2 separate regions of the Drosophila melanogaster genome follow, and region 1 is linked to region 2. A link is a contact called in public Hi-C data. All regions are on one chromosome and are shown on one strand. The core of a region is the stretch at or near the end of the contact, and the rest is flanking DNA. Distances in the headings are between cores, read along the strand shown.

The links. Hi-C and Micro-C count contacts between places; a contact is called where the count stands out from the background.
Region 1: a Hi-C map of the Kc167 cell line shows a contact between it and region 2, with 2.0 times the contacts expected there. The contact joins the promoter of pps here to the promoter of Pbp95 in region 2. A contact is called at or near these places in 10 of 107 Hi-C or Micro-C datasets (the D17-c3 cell line, the Kc167 cell line, embryo and 2 more).

The regions. Positions count from the first base shown.
Region 1 is chr3R:12,409,728-12,416,672 of dm6, reverse strand. It overlaps pps (protein partner of snf), which reads right to left and starts at 2,845. Exons shown (of 11, transcript NM_141936.2): 1 at 2,387-2,845; 2 at 1,917-2,321; 3 at 91-1,802; 4 at 1-25. The coding sequence starts at 2,516. Dip-C (Dipeptidase C) reads left to right here and starts at 2,914. Exons shown (of 1, transcript NM_001300377.1): 1 at 2,914-4,864. The coding sequence starts at 3,290. The coding sequence ends at 4,765. CG5196 reads right to left here. Exons shown (of 5, transcript NM_141934.2): 3 at 6,317-6,398; 4 at 5,693-6,213; 5 at 4,905-5,638. The coding sequence ends at 5,204. It also overlaps sncRNA:649.
Region 2 is chr3R:8,008,461-8,015,206 of dm6, reverse strand. Pbp95 (PSEA-binding protein 95kD) reads right to left here and starts at 1,416. Exons shown (of 3, transcript NM_141503.4): 1 at 908-1,416; 2 at 241-796; 3 at 1-180. The coding sequence starts at 1,369. CG10435 reads left to right here and starts at 2,006. Exons shown (of 3, transcript NM_141502.3): 1 at 2,006-3,076; 2 at 3,490-3,912; 3 at 3,973-4,300. The coding sequence starts at 2,138. The coding sequence ends at 4,098. CG11052 reads left to right here and starts at 5,910. Exons shown (of 5, transcript NM_001260049.1): 1 at 5,910-5,983; 2 at 6,053-6,360; 3 at 6,415-6,431; 4 at 6,546-6,655; 5 at 6,707-6,746. The coding sequence starts at 6,156. CG3223 reads right to left here and starts at 5,807. Exons shown (of 3, transcript NM_141501.2): 1 at 5,578-5,807; 2 at 5,088-5,504; 3 at 4,189-5,029. The coding sequence starts at 5,719. The coding sequence ends at 4,341.

The sequences.
Region 1 (6,945 bases), core at 1,596-4,095, 4.4 Mb before region 2:
CATTCGGCAGTAGGTTCGTGTGTGCCTGTAAAGGAGCAATGCAGTTAGCTAGCAAAATCAATAACCAGGATATTCTACACTTGCCTGTACTTGCGGCACGTCTACGGGCTCAATGGACGTAGGCATAGATACGATGGCGTCCAGGGTTCCGGGCTCTGTACTAGCCAATACTTGCTTAACCACCTCGGCCTCAAACTGTTTGTCCTCCTCGATGAGACCGACCACGTGCTGGAGAAAATCAGCTGTAATCTCATCCTCATTCGCCGTATCCATTATATTATTCGGATCGGCTGCAGCTGCATTTCCCACTCCCTGCATCTCGGGAGCTGGAAAAATATTCGTAGGCAAGGACACTGGTGGCGGATCTAGATCCGCCGCTGTACTCTCCAGCATCTTAACCAGTTTCGGTATATCCTCGTCCGCATTTACTACCGGCTGCTCCACAAGCGTGGACTTAAGTAGCTCGTCCTGCACAATCGAGTTGATCAGATCGAGCTGCTTGTCATTTTCTGCTGCCAGCTCGGAGGAACTCTGGTGCGTCTCGATTACTATTTGGGCGGGCAGTTTATGCGACTGAGCTGTGTCCACGCCGATGGGCATGAAGCCCTTGGATGGGGTATGTGCCTGAGCAGGAACCGGAACCACAATTGGCGACATCTGCTGATTGTAGCTCGATCTCGGCGTGCTTGGCGACATGACGGCCCGGTGTCGGAGTGGAACTGGCGAAGATTTTGTGGCTGCATTGTTGTCCTCACCCAGCAAAGTGTTGAGATTGGTAAACACTCCTTTGGGACTGGCCATATTCTTGTTGATAATAATCTCTTTAACTTCCTGCGGCGAGTTTACGATCCTTCCCAATTGCACGGCAGGCATACGACGAACATTGGAATTGGCCGGTGTCGTTGGCAGTGGAGGTCTCTTCACAGGCAGCGATTGATGTGTGGGCCGGATTTTGAGAAACGATGTGCTTGGAAGACCTCTGCCTAGGGCAAACACTGCGGGCACTGATTTTGTGGCAGGCATCTGGATTATTTGCCCAATTTGCGGCGCCTTCGGCTCCAAAACTTCCTTGCGTTTCTTCAGCTCGGGGAAGTGCTGCGGCGTTGTGGGTGGCGGAGGCAGCGGCTTCATTGGTTTGCTGGGAGTCTGCCTAACCACCTTTCTAACCCGCTTCCTCTTATTCGGATTACGTCTATTGCTATGCCTCATATCGAAGTCCATGTCACTGTCCCTGTCGTTGTCCGATTCCTGGAACTCATCGCTCTCCTCACTCATTTCCTCCGAATCATAGGCCTTGTCGGCATTTTCCTCTTCGGCGGAATCCGAGCTTTGGGCGTCATCATCATCTTCGATGTATTCCTGCACAGGCGGAGCAATCACTTTGACTGGAGCACGAGTGGGCCTCAGCCTGGCATTGACCGAATTGTTCGCGATAATCTCTGGCTTCTGTCTTGGCAGTGGCGAATGGATGGGCTTGCGGATCAGCTGCACTTTCGGTTGCAGCTGCGCTGCCTGCTGAACTTGGTGGGGCTTGACTGGCAGTCTCTGGACCTTGACCTGCACCGGGCTTAAGGGTATGGCCTGGACTCGTTTTTTGGCATTGATTAGCTTGACACTGCCCGGTGCCTGCATTATGATTTTGCGGCTTTGGGCCTGCATTTCCATGGCCATCTTCTCATCGCGCTTGTGGTTCTTCAGCTGCTCTGGCGAGGTAAACGGTGTGTAGTTGTGGTCATTTCGAATAACTTCCATAAGAGCGTCTGTCTCCGCAGTCCTTTTGTAGACGGAAACTCCGGCAAGCTCTGTAAATAGAATACAAATTAGTTGAAAGCTAAAGTTCGTTTACTTTCGTTGTGCTCGAAATAATGATGTTGTTTTGCTTTATCATTTGGACCACATCGATGTACGTTATTTACTCAGTGCATTTTTCACAACCATATCAGCCGTGTTGTCCGCATAAAACTGCTCCACTCGCAAACCCACAATTTGTGGACGCTCCTTGGGTTTGCGTCGCTTTCGCTTTTTGATGGCCTTGGGCTTTCGGCCAACTCGCTTGCGTGTGCGCGGGGCATCGGCTTCCGTCTCCGTGGAGTCGCTATTGTTGTCGTCACCGGTGTTATGGTTCTCCTCGTCGTGTTCATCCATCTCACTGGCATTATCGCCACCACTTTGGCTGCCATTGTCACTGTCCAGCTCCGAGTCGGTGGCAGTTTCCATAAAGTTCGCCAGCTCCTCCAGCCGTTCGTCTTCCTCTTGGTCCACCATGCTCGGCGTGGGCGATGTAATCCGCACCACGCTAATGGTGGAAATCGATTTTTCCTCTGCAACAAGCCCATGTCAGTGTGGGGAGCAATGAGCGTGTGTCAGGCCTATTGGACCCACTTACCCATGATGTTCCCAATCGCACGCTCGTCGAAGGAGATTCCGCTCTTGCTGTAGACCACAACCAGATTGGAGTCGGCTTCGGCTGCCGCCGGCCGGGCGCTGGGCGCCTCCGTAAACACCGAACTGGACATGACGCCAACTGCTCGTGATCCCCGCTAGCGGCGCATTGGAGTCGGCGGCCCACACAGCGTGTACTTAATTAGCTTGGAACAGAACAACGACTCATTTGTTGTTGCATCCGCCGCGTTGTGACGCCGACATTGAAATTGGATAGTAGGTGGAAAACGGTCACTGGGCTGCGTTCGCCCTATACTTAATACTGGTGATGCTCTGCTGGCTGCGCCCACAAGCTGGCTGTTATATTGTTGAGATTCGAGAGCTTAATCCGTTGCTGTTTCGCTTTAAAATGCAAATTTTTCTCAATTATGAAAATAAAATTTGCAAAAAAAGCCACTTCCAGTGTGACCAGACTTGGGAATGATGCCGATGCTGTAGGTTATCGATAGTTTCTGTGCCTCGCTCTGCGGAACTAGTTTCAATTGCTAGCTCATTTGAACAAAATGTTAATCTGTGTTTATTTAGGGAAATCCTTTATTTTCAAGGTCGGCTGCCAAAAAGGAAAACCGTATGATAAATAAATGAATTGAGCTAATTAAAAATATTAAAGAATATATTTAAAAAAATAAAATTCCCGATCGATGAATTGTAATTTAAGCTTGTTTTTTTTCGCGTTCAGTTCTCGGTCATACTTTTGCGAAAACAGAAAACAAAAAACACTGATAAAACCCACATAATTTACTGCCTTTGTTAGCCCGGTTATTGGCTATTATCAGCTAATCTCACTTGCTCGAGCACTCATTGTTGTCCAGAGCGCCAGTTAAACTTTGTCCTCCGTCGCAACACCATGGCCGCCTTTCAGATGGGATCGGGTTACGCAGTGCCCATGACCCTCTTCCGGAACAACAGGGATCGTGCTGGCAAGGCCATCCTTAAGGAGCTGCTGCCGGGCCTCAAGTTCAACGACGGCAACCTGCTGGTGCTCCTCGAGGGCGGCAAGGACCAGAGCCTGTACAACACCGACGTGGACTACGTTTTCCGGCAGGAGTCCTATTTCCAGTACTTGTTCGGTGTCAAGGAGCCGGGCTGCTACGGCATCCTAACCATTGATGTGAAAACTGGTGCACAGAAAAGTGTTCTCTTTGTTCCTCGCTTTCCCGATGAGTACGGCACCTGGATGGGCGAACTGCTTGGGCTGCAGGAGTTCAAGGCCATGTACGAGGTGGACGAGGTGTTTTATGTTGACGAAATGAGTGTTTATCTGGAGGGGGCGTCGCCCAAGCTGATACTCACATTGAGTGGCACCAACAGCGATAGCGGGCTCACCCTTCAGCCGCCCGACTTTGCTGGCAAGGAGAAGTATGTGACTGACTGCAATCTGCTGTATCCAATTCTCTCTGAGTGCCGAGTGATCAAGTCACCCGAAGAGATCGAGGTGCTGCGCTACGTGGCCAAGGTATCCTCGGACGCGCACATCAAGGTGATGCGGTTTATGCGTCCCGGTAGAATGGAATTTGAGGGCGAATCCCTGTTCCTGCACCACGCCTACTCCGTGGGCGGCTGCCGGCATGCCTCCTACACCTGCATATGCGGCAGCGGAACGAACTCGTCGATCTTGCACTATGGACACGCGGGCGCACCCAACAGCAAGCCCGTCCAGGATGGTGATCTCTGCCTGTTCGATATGGGAGCCAACTATTGTGGCTATGCGGCCGACATAACCTGCACATTCCCGGCCAATGGAAAGTTCACCGACGACCAGAAGTTCATCTACAATGCCGTGCTGGATGCCCGCAATGCGGTCACAGAGTCAGCCCGTGACGGAGTCTCCTGGGTGGACATGCACAAGCTGGCGGGCAGGGTGTTGCTGCAGCGCCTGAAGGAGGGCGGCATGCTCAAGGGCGATGTGGAGGAGATGCTCGAGGCAGGTGTTTCGGGCGTGTTCCAGCCACATGGCCTGGGCCACTTGATCGGTCTGGATGTGCACGACGTGGGCGGCTATCTGCCCAAGGAGCCCAAGCGCCCCAGTGAACCGTGGCTGAGCAAGCTGCGCTTTGCCCGCATCCTTAAGGCCGGCATGTATGTCACAATCGAACCCGGCTGCTACTTCATCAACTGGCTGATGGACCGCGCTCTGGCCGATCCGAACATTGCTAAATTCATTAACGCAGAGATGTTCAATCGCTTCCGGAATTTCGGAGGTGTGCGCATCGAGGACGATGTGCTCATCACGAAGACTGGCGTGGAGAACTTTGCGATTGTGCCGCGAACGGTGGAGGACATCGAGGCAACCATGACCTGTAAATATGATTCGCCGGTTTAGAGCTTTTAAACTATATTCCACGCGTAAACATATGTAATATAATCTGTATCATAATCAAATTATGGAATACCCAATAAATAAATAAGGTCTCATCAGTTGACATCTAAAGGTTTGTCAAGTTTCTATGGGAAACTTTAAAACAATACTTTAATTATACATATTTATATATATTTTACTTTGTCGCCATGAGATTTACGCTGCATTTACTATCTGAAAAAGATAAGCGTTATCTGCTGATACACAACTGGATTAATTTCGATTCACATCAGCAACTGATACCAAACTTTCGCGTTATTTATTGGTCGACATTGTTAACAGAGTAAACGGGATGACGGCCTGGCTAAGCGTTAAACAGTCGAGTCTCCAAGCGGAATCTAATTCTATATACAAGCCGAATGTGGCACAGAATGCCATCGATTGATCTCTGCCCGATCCGGGCTACATGTACTTTTTGGCATGTCCGTTTCGCTGCTGCTGCTTCAAGTGGCTGTGGGCGTTGCCATTCTGGGCCGCAGGTGCTGGTGTCTCGCTGTTGCCATCGCCGCTGCCTTCATGGACCGCCTCAATGACCTCAACGGCGCTGCGTCGTGGGAACCAGCCACGAATGGGACCCTTGCGTTGGCGCTTCTTGACGCCAGCTAGCTCTTGCTCGGAAAGCACTCGCTCGCCGAACAGCCAGTGGTTGCGGAAGCGAGTGACCTTAATCATGTCGTTGGGTCGCAGGCTGATGCGTGGCTCATCGGAGCAGGGAGCGGCCACACAAACACGCCAACCCTGCGAAAAGATCGGCAGCCAACGGCCAGTCACTGGCCTTGTGCATTTGAAGGTGCGGGTTCGAGCTCGTTTCTCCTCCTTCTGCGCCAGTTGCTCGCGCTGCAGGAAATACATGTTAATCTGCGCTCTCTAAATACAATCTGCAATACTCACCGTCAATGTATACTGATCACAACCCTCCACCACTGGCCACTCGATGCCATCGCCTCGCTTTTGGCACTCGTCATTGAATACCAGTCGCAAATTTGCCCGCCAGCCCAAATCATAGGGATATAGGAACTCGTCGTCGCAGTCGGCATTCCTATATCGGCGGTAAATGGCCTTCTCCACTATCCAGATCTCTATGCCCGTCTGGTTGTTTACAATCGTCTTCAGCTGAATGAACAGCAGCATGCTCAGGCCAATGACGACACCGATGGCCAGGCCCATGCCCAGAATGCACATGATGATGCTGAGCAGAGTGAACTGCACGCTAGCCAAGTGCGCCAATCCGTGGGTGAGATAGTAGTAGCGGTAGATTCCCCGCCAGAAGGAGCAGCACAGCACCACGGTGCCCTGCAGGCTGCCCAGGATGGAGAAGAGCAGGAAGTATGTGAAGTACGCGTGGTTGGCCCAGCCAACGCAGTGATTGATCCATGGGCAGTGATGGTCCATCTTCTTGACGCAGCGATCACCTAAGTGGTCAGATATATAAATCATTATGGTGTTCGATTTAAACAATTTTCATTTGCTTAAGTTCTTTTAAATTCCTGTGCAAATCATCTTAATATCACTTACACTTGCGACAATGATGGGAGCGTGGTGCCTTGTAGCCCTCGCACTTTTTGCAGTACTGCAGGAACTGGGCGTCCTTGGGATCCTGACAAAAATTAAAATTCATTAAAATACACAGCGAAAACGAGTATATTATTCGTGATTTATGCGCGTTTCCCGATGCCGTCAGGTACAACAAAACCTAACGACGCACAGCTCATTAGGTGACCGACCACCTCCCACCCACCTTCTATCGCCCATGAGCCACGCAGCTAGCCAAAGAAATCCGCCCCTCTTGCGTCTGGGCTCGCCTACAAAACATTTATGCAAATTCCGGTAATTGCATTACGGACTTTGGGCCCCGTAGAGTGCGTTCGCGTGCAGGGCCCGAACTGCCCGGCCGTAATGTGAGGAGTCGCCGCTAATAAATTATATTTGGGTCGCACTACTGCCACGGCCGGACAAAATGAATGGCGGTCGAAAAACGTTACAGCCGTTGGTGGCCCCTGCACGACATCTATGCATACAACGGACCGGGTCCGGATTCTTTAAAATAAATTGCAGCGTTTAATTGGCACGGATTATGCGCGATAAGCAGTCAAACACGCCAATGGGCCGGCTTGGCCCATTTGTCTGGCCTGGAAATCGGACCC
Region 2 (6,746 bases), core at 167-2,666:
TGTCGTCCTGAACGGACCAGGAGTCGGTCTTGTTGCGTTGTGCCAGTACATTGTGGTAGCGAGTTCGGAGTTGGGTTAACGACCGGTTTGGGAAAAGAGAACGCGGAAAACAGTGAAACTTTCCATTGTACTCTTCAACGGCGGCGAACAGCATCATGTCCTCCTTGGTAGTGAAGGGTTCTGCAGTTTCAAAGGAGCGAAATAATAAATTAAAAATTATTCAATATATTGGGTACCTACCGTGACTGATGCTAGGATGCAACACGTAGTAGTAACGACCAATCAGCGTTGATTTGGACTTGTCCGGGAAGTATTCCACGACTTTTTTCCAGTTTATTACACTGTTTGCCGTATTCCTATCAACGATCGCCCTTAGTTTATCGTTGTCCTCTTCGCTCCAGCGGTGGCTGTTCTTTGGCTCCAGCAGAAAACGTAGGGCGGTATGAAAGCGTACGAAGCACTGATAGTCGGAACGTCGGTCTAGCGACGCGGCTATCAACTCCCAGTTCTGCATCCTGTTCGCAGTGGCCACCGCCAGTAAAGTTTCGTCCTCCTCGGGTGACCAATCGTCTCGCCTGAGATCTGGTGTTAAGTAGACCCTCCACATTGCCTCACAGCTATATGGTGAGTGCCGATATTCCAAGTCCAGGGTGCTGATCTGGTTCCAGTCGATGCTGAAGCTACTATCCGCAGTTGCCAGCAGACTTACCAGTGTACTTAAGTGTCGCTCGATTGGCTTGCGCTTCAGGCTTCCGCTGGGCAGCGCATTCGTACTGTGGGCCCTATGCTCCAGTAACTGAGAATTGAGTTTTTTATAAAACAGAATATTAGTATTGCTATTTAACTTTTCATTGCTATTAAATGGGTATTTGGCAATCAATCTGAACCACTCGAAGGGTCCACTCACCTGTTGTTTTATACCCATTATCACATTCTTTTTGTCTAGCAATGTCCATACATGTCTGGAGTGCATGTCAAAGTCGGTGGGAAACATCTCCGTGTGGCACCGCGCCTCGTAATCCTCGTTGTTAGGACAGCTTCGACCATCGATGTCTCGGAAAAACAGGTTGCCCTTGAAGCGAAACGTGCCCTTCCGCAGGATCGCCCCGCTAAGATTGAGGGAATTCGGGCCGAAATGGGAACGAGGTCGCAGCCGGCGCACCAGGATGTCCTCGTTCCGAGAGAAGCGGGCCCTTACTACTTGTAACATGGCCAGAATTTTGGTCCGGACTTGCATGAGCCGGCGCTGGAGCTCCTGATTCAGCTGCAGTGCGTTGGCGGCGCTCGGCTTCGCTGTGTTCTGCAAGAGGGCCGAAATCTCGTCCATAAGCTGCTGCTGGTTTATGCGCAGATCATCGGCATCGTCCATTGCTCAGGTTGTTTTGTTTACATTGCCTTTGACTTTAGCGATGAACTATTCCCGGCATCAACTATCGATAAAATGGTTGCAATGGTCGAACTGCATTAAGCAAATTAATACCCTGCAAATAAAGTAACATTGAACATTACATAGGAAATTGCTGTATTATTGGACTAAGACCTATTAAAGAATAGATAGAGATAAAATAGATATCATAACTGCCATTTTTCGTCCTTATTTATTCCCAGAAACTTTGGTTTTATCTAGTGGAAAGAACATGATTTCAATAAACTCAGTTGTAAAAGCGCGGGATTATTTTAAACAAAAGTTTGGTCAAAAATAGTTTTTTAGAATAAAGATCTTAAAACTATCCGCCATGCACTAAATAATGATACCCTTGGTAACAAAAAATATTTAGTATGTCAAAATGTTTTGTAATTTTAATTTTTTTATGTTGTATAACGTGATCTGTAGAAACTATTAATGTATTCCGATTTTTGTTAAGCCTTTCATACGCCCTCAAATTGGCGAAAATTTGGGTAGATTTAATATCAGCTGTTGTCAAACTCGCAACCAAGCCTGAGTACACCTAATTAGGTGAGCATCTCAAGGAAAAACGATATTCAACACTAGTCGAAATTGGCGAATCAGCAGTGACCGATGACAATACCAATCGCCTATCGCTGCTGCTCGAGAAACAACAAAAGAGAACAGAGAAAAAAAAACGCGTAGTAGCAACTTAATTAACAAAATTCGTGGTGAATGCGCTAGCATAACATGGAAGATGTCCCGGTCAAGATAGTCGAGCGCTACAAACCACCGCCTGCCGTGTACCACCTGCCGCAGGCGACCCTCAATCGCCTGTCGCAATTCCGAGAAGGTTTCTACACGGATCATCCGGATTACCAGTATGACTGTCAGCTGGAGAGGGCCGTGCTGAGTCAGGCGCAACGATGGCGCCACCTGCGTCGCCAGCAGCGCGAGGAGCGAGCCAGTCGCCAGGAGCGTCGCAAGGAGGAACGCCAACGGGCGCTGGAGGCGAGACAGAAGGAGATGCTTGGAGCAGTTGATTATCCTAGTGCGGACGACTTGTCATCGGATGAGGACGAGAAGGAGCGAAAGAAGAACGAGCCCGAGCAGAGGGACGAGGAACAGCAACAGCAGCCACCACCTCCAATCACCGCTGAGTCACGCGACTCTTCCCACGAACCAAAGTCAATAAGTGTGTGTAATTTTCACAATATCTTGCAGCCCACCATTCTGAGCACCACTCCAGTGGTCAGTCCGCAGACGCTGCACAAGCGTAACAGCTCCCTAAACTACGCAGACTTTGAGTACAATATGAACTCCACACCTTTCGACAATATCGAGCTGAAGACCATCAACGATCTAGACATACTAGCTCAGGTTCTGCACCAGACACAGCTGGAGAAGCGCATAGATCAACAGCAGCAGGATCAGCAGCAGCAGGAGCCGCCGCATGAGGATCATTCCAAGGAGGAGCAATCTGGCAATGAAGTGCCAGCTCCGGTGGAGCTAGCAATGACTACGCTGGCGGAGACCAAAGCGACGCTCGACAGCGTCAATTTCCATGTTCACTGTGATGATAATGCGGACAGGGGCGAGCCAAGCCACATTCCAACCACGGCTCAATACCTAACGCCCATGTACAGCGCTTCCGCCCAGCAGCCGTTGCATAAACCGGAACACTTTCAGGTGGGACACTTTTAACTAGTTAAAGAGCCTTAATAATATGTTAACTTGATTCTTTTGAATGTCACACTATCCTTGTATTCTCAAAATCCAATCCTCATTACTCATTAAATTGTAATAAAAGAGGAAATTGTTCATTCACTCACAGTATACCATTTAATCGGGATGATTTCTGAGCATTTGCAGGTAGATTACCTAAAAATAAATAACTCATCACAAGTCGAGGGTGGGGCTATTGCTCAAACTAATTAGTACCACAATTGAGGGTGTAATATATTTTGACTGAGCTTGAGTACGATCTTAGCATGGTCTTATAAACCAAGTATTAGTCCGATACCCAATATTTTATTTCAATCGAAAATAAGTTTTTTTCAGACGCTCCGATTTAAAATATGGGCTAATTATTATTTTCGCAGGTGTACCACATGCAGGGCTACAGTCACCAGCCCTTCTACCCTCCGCAGCAGCATTCTTTCCAACAGTTTAGCAACTACCAAGTCAATGGATTCGGGACTCAAAACCTTTTGAAGGCTCCTCCAGCGCCTTCCTCCGTGCATGCGCTCAGCCAGTCGGAGGACGAGGTAGCCACGAAGTCAAGGAGTGTGCCTGACATCCTGCGGGAGCTGAAGACGGAGCTGCAGCAGGCGGAGAAGCGTCGTACCCGCCTGCACAGTCACAACGCGGAGCAGCAGCCAACGGTGGAGTTGGCAGTGGACAGAAACTCCTTTAGGGAGCTGGCTGGTCCGGCACAGAAGTTGGCCCAACGTATCAGTACTATGGGTTTCCCTCTGGAACGGGTGGCAAAGGTGGTTAGTCTATGCGGTATCGACGATAAGAAGGTAAGTCAGTTTCGAAAACTTTTGCAAAATGCATTATTCCGATCTGGGACGTCTTTTCAGATTATCGAACACCTTATTCCACTGGGAGAACTTCTGGACCTCGGTTTTGACGAATCGAAAATCTCGGCGGCGCTACTCAAGTTCAACAATAATAAGGACAAGGCGCTGGACTATCTAATCAACTAGTATAATTTAGTGGAAACCTTTTGTACGGCCGGCTTTTACCCCCATGCCCAAACTCCGCAATCCCACCCCAATTAGCTTACAAAGATGACTCCTCTAAACGTATATTTAATTATTAAAAGTTATTAAGAGATATTCCTTGCTTAAGTTGGGAGTTTAATGCTTCAGAATCCTCAGCAGCAGAATAAATATAAGTCCGTAAAGTAAGCACATTATGTTGGCTTTTTAGTCAATTCCGATCCTTATTAATTCATGCTCAGCATAAGCAGATTAATAGCGTGTTCCACATTCCCATCGGAAAGTTCTAGATAACTAACGTTCTGAGTGTGATTAATGAAGCCCATGGCGGCCATGGTACGCAGTTGTTCGGTGAACCGATGGCGACGGTAGCGGCGTGGCAGCACATCACTGTCGTCTCCACCATCGTCCTCGTCATCTACATCATCGGCTGGTGCTGTGGCGGCTTGCTCTGGTACTGGTCCTTCTCCGGACTCCACCTCCATGTTCTCCACAGGCGCCGGTTGATCCTGCGACAGGGACTGAAAAGCGCGGGCCAGCTCGTTGCGGAGCAACTCTGAGGATATGGATCCGCTGCTGATGGCTCCACTGCTGCTTCCTGCGCCTGTTCCCGCTGCTCCTCCAACGCCTGCTAATGGCGCCGAGGTGGTTCTAGGTCTTTCATCACCCTGCACGGCCTCGTCCGCGTTTCTCTGCGCAATATTCGACAGTGAATTAAACGGGGTCACGTTAGCCAATGCGTTAGCCAGTTGCTGGCGGCTAATCTGACGGATGTTGGCCATCTCATCACGCCGATTGGCGGCCGCGGCAGCTGCCACGGCTGTGCTGCTGCTTCCACCACTGCTGCTGCTGCCTGCACCCAGAGAGTTTTCCTCCTCTGACGAAGTAGTAGACTCCGAAGCAGCTTGCTCCTGCACTAAAAAGGAAGAAACGGGTAAAATATACAAATCAAGAATAGATACGGCATTAGTTACACTGCGTGGCCGAGCTATTTCTGGCTAGCTCCTTGCGAATGGTGTCCACTATGAATGGAGCGGCCTCGCAGATGAGGGGATAATCTTTAACGAGATTTTGGACCACTTCCGGCTCGTGCAGCATGTTGAACAGTACGGAGTCGCGAATAAGGGCCTGGGCGCCCAGATTTCGCCTAAATTCCGGATACTCAGCGAGTATCTTCTGCAGAATGTTGAACCGCGAGGTAACGCTGATTTGCAGGTGCGAGGTCAACGAAAACAGCTCTTGAATATGCTTCGTGTTGATTTCGGCGGCGGCTGGCGGCACATACGGCGAGTAACGTTTAATCTTCTGAAAGCAGTGGATCACGGCGTTGGGCTGCAGCGTTCGGTTGAGGGTGTCTGCGTCCTCCAGCACGCGTCCGTGGTGGATGATCTCTGCAAGTGCGCAGCAAATGACTTGACACAATAGAGACAATGGACAGCGATTTGAATCCCGAGGGTCACTCACCCAACTCGCTGGCGTCGAATTGCAAGTGCATCTCTTTGGTCACCACCGCCTTTAGGTAGGCCACATCCCGCGTCAGATCGATGTTGTGTAGGGGATGCACATCGCTCAGCTTGTTCTTCAGAAGCGCGTACACGGTATGCATAGTGCGTTGATGTAGAATCTGCGTAATATTTGTAATTCACTATTTTGTCTGGGTGATTTTGTTTTGTTCAAAGACAGTTCGGAACTGGTTCCAACGAACCGCCTTGAACACAGGGTGACCCTTACATGCCCCGATAGCCCGAACCAGACTGATCGGGTCGACCGACGATTTAAAAAAGGCTAAAAAAGCTAGATCTAAAAATACCGCTCTAGGATTGCTGTCGAATTTTCAACATAAGTGTTCATTTGTTGACAATAAGAAAACGTAACTTTTGCTATTGTTTTTGTTTTACCTTGTTCAAGTCATTTCATTTAAAATGTACTGTTTTTAAAGCCATTGAAATTCAAGGTGACCCAAAATAAAACCCTCAATCCCTATCGACCTATCGATTTTTGACAGTTTCCGCTCCAAATATGTTAAATATACGAGTTGTAAAATGACCTCCCAAGAAACGCAGACTGAGGGTGAACGTAGGAGGGTAACTCTTCCATCTTCGACACCAGATAAAGGTACACCATCCAAAAAAGGCAGCGAGGAGCCCAACCGAATTTCGAACACAGAGTTCCAAAAAAGAGTAACATCGGACAGAAGCGATGAGCCGGTCTTCAGCTGCCAATTCGAAGTGTTCGGCATTGTGCAAGGTAGGGTATTCACAAATCGTATAGTCGCAATAATTAGTTATCTGGCACCAACAGGCGTTTCATTTCGAATGGTAAGAGCTTGCTGGGAAATGGGATCTTCAAAACCCCTTTGAGCTATGGATTTTCTGCTACCTCTTATTGTATATGTGAAATCTCTTTACTGTAATCCAATTACCATGTTTTAGTACACCTTGCGAAGAGCTCAAAAGCTGGGAGTCCGGGGTTGGTGCAAAAACACCAACGAGAATACGGTGAAGGGCGAAATTCAAGCACACCGACATTCCTTTGAGTCCATGTGAGTGATTTTTTCCATTCAACGTTTAATTATCAAGCCGTTCTTTTACAGGCGCCTCTGGCTAAAGCACACCGGCAGCCCCACCAGTCGA